2 separate regions of the Sus scrofa genome follow, and region 2 is linked to region 1. The links are chromatin contacts, called in public HiChIP or PLAC-seq maps. All regions are on one chromosome and are shown on one strand. Each heading gives the region's core, a stretch centred on a gene start, on an enhancer-like site or on the middle of the called end of the contact. The rest is flanking DNA. Distances are from core to core; before and after follow the strand shown.

What was found. HiChIP or PLAC-seq counts read pairs in DNA pulled down with a chosen protein or histone mark.
Region 2: an H3K27ac HiChIP or PLAC-seq map of alveolar macrophages shows a contact between it and region 1. The contact joins the promoter of CEP295 here to the enhancer-like site in region 1. A contact is called at or near these places in 1 of 5 promoter capture datasets (liver), 23 of 47 Hi-C or Micro-C datasets (alveolar macrophages, blood, brain and 14 more) and 2 of 2 datasets of contacts at active chromatin or transcription factors (alveolar macrophages and skeletal muscle).

The regions. Positions count from the first base shown.
Region 1 is chr9:25,703,886-25,707,445 of Sscrofa11.1, forward strand. The region is part of intron 2 of DEUP1 (deuterosome assembly protein 1); the gene reads left to right. Among named protein-coding and RNA genes, the nearest start is that of SLC36A4, 16 kb to the left of the region's middle. Within about 2 kb of position 1,761, at least 12 of the 83 cell types and tissues checked have an H3K27ac peak or open chromatin away from gene starts, as enhancers often do. A contact at or near this core is called in alveolar macrophages, fetal liver and mesenteric adipose tissue, where this site is marked.
Region 2 is chr9:26,101,353-26,104,912 of Sscrofa11.1, forward strand. It overlaps CEP295 (centrosomal protein of 295 kDa), which reads left to right and starts at 1,915. Exons shown (of 31, transcript XM_021062639.1): 1 at 1,915-2,055. The coding sequence starts at 1,920. It overlaps LOC102157509 (a long non-coding RNA gene), which reads right to left and starts at 1,772. Exons shown (of 4, transcript XR_002335587.1): 1 at 1,429-1,772.

The DNA.
Region 1 (3,560 bases), core at 511-3,010:
GTACAAGAAGGCTTTGCTGAGGTGAACAGAGCACAGAGTTCGAATCAGCTGGGGCTGTGCATTGGCCAGACGGGAAGACAGAAATTAGATAATTCTGATATTTAAGCCCAGACGAAGGAGATGGTACATGTCTTAGCAGAGATGGGAAGGACAGAAAAAGTCCCTGATCCCTGGAAACCCCTCAATCCTGGACAACCTGGGAGAGCTGGTCACCCGACCACTCCTAAATAAAAGAACACAGTGATCTTAGCATGATTGTTAGATAGCCTTCGATTTAACATTTCCATTTGTTCAAAAGTCCTTTCTAAGCAGATCCGTCACTTTGATTCCACTGAAGGAGATTAATAATTATTAACAACAGCTATCATAATGCAGTCACTGAGCAATTGCTACATTCTAGGTAATGCGAAAAGTTAAAGCAACAATGCTGTGAAATCAGTATTATTATTCCGTAGCAAAGAGCCATTTATCTGGACAAAAGTGGCAATCAGGAAAGTAAGTTTTATGCTATAAATTACAACCAAAGCCGTCTGTAAACTTAGAGTAGAAGGATACTCCCTTCACACGAATTCCTGTCCTAAATCAACAGCATTTGTTTTTTGGCTGCACCCACAGCATGAGAATGTTCCTGAACCAGGGATTGAGCCTGAGCCACAGCAGTGGCAACACTGAATCCTTAATGGCTAGGCTACCAGGGAACTCCAGCACACTTCATTTTTTACGGTAAAATATTAGAGACATTCTACTAAAGTCAGGAAGAAGACAAGCCAGCTATCACTGTTATTATTTAATTTCATCCTAGAAGTTTTATACCTAAGAATATTTAGAAGATTGAATAGGAGTTATTTTATGGCTCGGTGGGTTACCAGTCTGGCATCAGACTTCCCCTGTCACAATGGGATTGGTGGCATCTCTGGAGCACTTGGATGCAGGTTCAATCCCTGGCCCAGCACAGTGGATTAAGGATCTGGGCTGCCACATGGGTCACAACTGTGGCTTGGATCTGATCCCTGGCTGGGGAACTCCATGTGCCTAGGGGCAGCCAAAAAAGAAGAAAAGAAAAAAGGATAAAACAAAAAATAATCTGGCATCACTGCAGTGGCTTGGATCTTGACTGTGGCACAGGTTCGATCCCTGGCTCAGGGTGCAGCTAAAAAAAAAAAAAAATAATTGAATAAGTAAATATGGGAAAGATGTCAACATAGTTATTAGTTGTAAATCATGATTGTCTACCTTGAAAAGCTACAATGATCAGATGAAAAACTGTGAGCTCTACTAAAAGACGTTACATATATATCCAAAAGGAGATGTTTTAATGATAATAACCCCTGGAAATTTCTAGTTGGGGATTATAGGGGAGGGTTTTTTTTTGTTTTGTTTGTTTTGTTTCGTGTGTTTCAGCTGACATATTAAGAATTAGGCAGAGGCCAAGAGATTTATCCTGAGAAGTTACCCTTCTCAGCGGTAACTTCCCTTTGTGCTACTGAAGGCAGGTCTTTTTTGAAGAAAAAGAATATAAGGGATTTAGGGCAACCACTTCTGAAGAGAGAGAAGGGAGTTTCTTGTCTGAGCTGGAGGTAGAATTGGTCCTTTTAGGTTCAAGGGCTTCAGAAGTAGGGAACTGCTGGATCTAGAAGAGGCCCCAGGGAAAGAAAGGGGTTGCAGCTCTGGGTTTGTGAGATGCTAGACGCCTGCACCCCTCCTAGCTCAGAGCCATGATGATTTCAACCCCCTGAAGGAGCTGTGCTGGGGGAGGTGAAGCGCAGAGAAACTATGTAGCACGATCCTGTAATTGATTAACAAACTGGTAAACACTGGGTTTCTATGGGCAGCAGGTGTGGGAGGAAAAACTTACATTTTAACTCTATGCCCTGTTGTGCCTTCTGAAATTTTGTCTACACTTAATAGCATTCTTTCAGATGTGGAAGTAATTAAAACCTGGAGTTTCTGCTATGGTTAAGAACCTGACTGCAGGTGTTCCGTTGTGGCTCAGTGGAAATGAATTCAACTAGTATCCATGAGGATGCAGGTTCAGTCCCTGCCGTGAGTTGTGGTGTAGGTTGCAGATGCGGCTTGGATCTCATGTTGCTGTGGCTGTGGTGTAGGCCAGCAGTTATAGCTCTGATTTGACTCCTAGGCTGGGAACCTCCATATGCCTCAGATGTGGCCCCAAAAAGTAAAAAAATAAAAAAGATCTGACTACAGTGGCTTGGGTCGCTACAGAGGTTCAAGTTCAGTCCCCAGCCTGGCACAGTGGTTTAAAGGATCCAGCATTGCCACAGCTTTGGTGTAGGTTACAGTTGTAGTTTGGATTCATTTCCTGCCCCAGGAACTTAGATATGCCATGGATGTGGCAATAAAATGGAAAAAAAAAATTAGAAATAATTAAAATTTTTAACTAGCTGTGTAGGTAGCTGTGTAAGAGCCAGCTAAAATGGCTCTCTGGTTTCTGTGTTACATTCTGGGAGAAAAAAAGAACGCAGGCCCACCTGTGCATCATTGTGTCCCAGAATGGCCCTGTCACTTCACTTCTCAGTCCTTGCTCTGCCCAGGGCCAAGACCAGATTTTAGGAGCCATTTAGGAGACAGAGTCAAATGCCAGACACTTGCTCAAATCCCCTCTTCCTCCTGATGGTTAAGAGTTTGTGCCGCAATGAGTCAAACCCATTCTGCCTGGATTCCCAGCCTCAGCCTCTGAAAAACAACTCTATTGCATCACTCAGAAATTCACCAGGCATTCCCAAGATGAGTCAGCCACCAAGAGGGGACCCAACCAAAGGCTGGCATGAGTCCAAGGAAAAAAATGTTTTTAAAAAAGAAGAAAAGTGCTCTAAGAAACACCAATTATAACTGAAATTGTTTATACAACCCTGTAAAGGACCCTTGACTAAGCTATCAATATGCTCAAACTCATACGGGGAATTAAGTTGTGAGGACACGTTTGTGTAGATAGTGTCATGGTTACCGGAGCAGCCTGGGGAAGCTTAGCTCCTCATTAAAGGAGGGACTTTTGGTCCCTGTGAAGCTTCTAAGAAGCAAGCCTCAGGGGCCCTGCACACGTATTACAATACCTGGCATTGTAGCAAATGCTGAATAAATATAAGTTCGTTTTATTATTGGTATAGTTGTTTCCATAAATTCAAGAGATTAAGAATGCCAGAACTAAACTCCTTTAAAAGAAAAATCTGGAGATCAGCAATGACATCTAAAAGCCACGTGTCCTCCTTTTAACAGTAATTGCTCCCTCCAGAATGGCAGGAACTTCTTTCAAAAGATTGTCCAACCTATTGGTAGGAGAGGAACAGTGTTTAAGATAATACCATGGGCTCTGCTGTCACCTAGTGGAAAATTAGATTATTATAAACTGTTCTCAATTACAACCTCATTGTGATAGTTGCCAACCGGCTTCCATTGACTTGCAATGTACAGTTCATCAAATTCCAAGTTAGAGTCCGTGTCTATGTTGACACGCCTTTCTTTAATCCCCCAACAGCAAAGGCACGTGATCCTATGTGAGCTGCACAATCAGAGACCAGTAGCTGTAGAAAACGCTCTTGGCC
Region 2 (3,560 bases), core at 665-3,164, 400 kb after region 1:
ACTGTTTAGAACACACTCAATTATTCATTAAGATAAATGTGACAGGAAACAGGGAAGGAAGCAAGGAGGAAGAACCCCAGGATTTTTGAAAAATACATGAATTCTAGTCATGGTTCCACCCTTCCCTTAGATGTGCTCTTGGTCCAGTTACTGTAACTCAGCTTCCTTGTCTATAAAACTAAGGTGGGTCAAACTGTTTCTTCTGTGTTTCCTCTTCTCAATTCCTTTAAGTTTTGGTGTTCCTCAGTTTAGTCCTTATCACCCTTCCCACTCTGCAAATTCTCCCTAAGTGATCTCACCCACTTCTACAGCTTTGCTTATTACATAATACAGAAATGAAACCCAAGTCTATCTGCTAGCCCAGTTTGTGGGCTGTCTACCTCTGTATTCCTCTGCTTCTCTCACCTCAATGGATGTTTCACAGGCACATGAAGCCGAACATTTCCAGAGGTGAGCTCATCGCCTTGCCCACTAAACAGACTCCCATTTCTGATTTCTCCCTTGGTGATTTCTCCCATTAACGGTGCTCCTCAAGCCAGTGGCTGTGAGGTTAACTGTATTCTCCCTTTTCCTTCAACCTCAAATGCAATTGTTTTGTCAACTACTTCTAATTCTGCCTTCTAAATATTTCTGAAATTCATCCCTTGGCCAAGGTATCCCAGAAATAGCTCAAATTACAAACATTCAAAGTTTAACTCACTATTTTCCCCACCCTAACCTGATCCTTTCTGTGTGTTCTAGGAGAATGTTATGCTCATCCATTCAGTTGCCAAATAAGGAACTCAGGAATCACCATTCATTTCTCCCTCTTTTCCGCCTTCCACAACCAGGTAACCACTAACTCTTGATGCTTGGCCTCCTGTTTGCCCTTTTTTTTTTTTTTTTTTTCTTTTTTTTAAGGACCACACCCACAGCCCATGGAGGTTCCCAGGCTAGGGCTCCAATCAAGAGCGGTAGCCACGGGCCGACACCACAGCCATGCCAGATCTGAGCCGTATCTGCGACCTCCACAGCTTATGGCAATGCGGGATTCTTAACCCACTGAGCAAGACCAGGGATGGAACTTGGGATACTAATCAGATTCGTTTCCACTGAGCCATGACGGGAACTCCCTGCCTCTTAAACGGACCCATATCTCTCTATTTTTATTGTGATCATCTTTCACGTTCTGTAGGAGTATCCTAATTGGCTTCTCTACCTTCAATTTCAGTCTTAACTTTCTCTGCCCTCTTCTCCACATGAAGCTGTATCAGCTCATACCAGCGACTTCCTCTGCCTCTCTCTCCATTTTCTAATCCTTTGATTCCTGATATGTTTCACCACCCTGGACAATAAAATCTGGGATAGGTGCCATAATCCATTTACCCTTGTCTCCCCTGCACCAAGCACACTGTATCTGGCACAACATGATAGGTGCTCAATACGAACCTGCGCTCTTCCCCTTTCTGATTAAGAGGTTATTTACAGCAGATAAATCCTTGACACGTTCTAGGTATGTCGGACCTCTAGAAGCAACATGATAAAGAGTTCACTTGTACCAGTTGAAAGTTATCACAAAAATAACTGGAGCGTGAAAAATAATACCACACGAACTGTGTAGGTAACATACAAAAGGATGCATATTCAAAGGCATCTTCAGGTTGGCGCTTAAAACTAAAGTCACCCTCGTGGTTCTGGGGAAATACCTTCCCCTTTCTGGACCTCTGTCTCGCTACCTGTAAAACTGAGCCTGCAGACAGAGGTGAACTAACCTTCCGAGCCGCGGTATGAGAAATAATGGGGCCTACGTCAGAACGGCAAGTGCGCGTGCGCATGCGCCGGGGAGCAGGCTTTACTGCGCGGCTGTCCCGGCGGCCCCCGGGAGAGGCGGGACCAGGAGGATTCCCGCCGTTCGGCCGCGCCATTGGCGGGCGGTTTGAATGACGGAAGTGACGGAAGCTCGGCGATGGCAGCCCCGCAGGCGCACAAACGGCTGTGGGGAGGCTGATGTGTGCTGGCCTCGGGGGCCTTCTCTGCCTGAGCCGCGGTTCCAGCGTCCCGGCTCGCGTTTCCCAGGTGAGTGACGGACGCGCCGTTTCCCTGCGGCTCCGGGCGTGCACGGCTCCCCAAGGCCCTGGAGCAGGGAGTGTGCTTTGGAGGAAGAGGGTGCCGCGCACGCAGCACGGCCCGCGGCTCTCCGGCCTCGGCGGGCCGCGGGCCGCTGGGTTGGGATCGGTCAGGCGGCGGCGAGGAGCGCCAGGTCAGGTGGCACGCGCGTCCCTACCCAGGCCCGTCTGCTTCGTACGAGAGGTCGCTCTGGGGCCTTTTGCGCGTCCTCCCGGGGTCGGGTCTCTCGGGGTCCCTGAGCTTCCAAGTCGGGATGGCTTGGATGGCCTTCGCGATCGCTACTGCAGATACTTCTGGGTGCGTCCTGCTCACCTGCCCCCAGGTCACCCCGCGGACGTGGTCCCGATCCTGGTAGCGGTCCAAGAGCACTGCCCCAAATCGCCTCGTGCGGAGAGCATGCTCTTTCTCGGTGTCGCTCACACTTAATTTCTCAGATATGAAGTCCTGTCATAAACTTGAGGTTTTAAAACAACGGAGAATACTCGGATCTTTAATATTTAGAAAGTGTTTGGCAGTTTATGTTTATTAGGTCACATAACCATCAGAACAACCTGTTGGAGAAGATATGATTCTCGTATAGCTTAAACAAACAAGACCAAAGTGACTTAGGTGTCTTCCTGCTGTAAGCGGTAGTGTTGAGTCCTGAACCCAAATCTTCCAATTTTCGTATTTATGACTACGAAATGCCAGCTGCCATTTAATCCTTAGGACAAAATCTTACGAGATAAGTACTATCACGTCCATTATTGATCAGTAACAATACATATAATTTGAAAATCCATATTGATATAAATAAATATAACAAAGTGAGGGAATGGGGGAAACTCTTCCTTACAGCAGGATTCCAATTGATAAGTGTAGAAGGAACAATGGACCTAGAAAATACCTTTTGACAAATGCCACGGGAATTGTTTCAGACATAGGACATTAAACTTAAAGTATGATGAGGAACATGATATTTATATAGCCACAGCTATCTCTTCACTAGACGCTCAGAAAGGAAAAGTCGTATTTACAGTGGAGAAACCTGGTAGATATCACCTTAATCAAGTGACCAAAATTCACATGATGTTAACATCATTTAGCATCTGTGCCATGCACTGAGAAGGGTTGTCTCATCACTTGTGTGGTGTTCTTGCCAAAAAGGCATAACCTCATTCTAACCACAAGAAATGATTAAACAAATCCAAATTGAGGGTCATTCTGCAAAATAACTGGCTGAAAGGCTCTTACAGTGTCAAGACCTTGGGAGGAAAAAAAAGGACTGTGGAACTGTCTCAGATTAGAGTTGTCGAAGGAGACAAAACATCCTCAGCAGCCTTTAGGATGTAATTCACAGACTCTCAGCCCCTGTATTCTAAAATTCATTTGCATAGATGCTTTCCATGGGCACTCCTAGTTGATAACTGAGCACGACATGAGCAGTAAGGTAGGTTTGTTCCTGCCTTGAGACA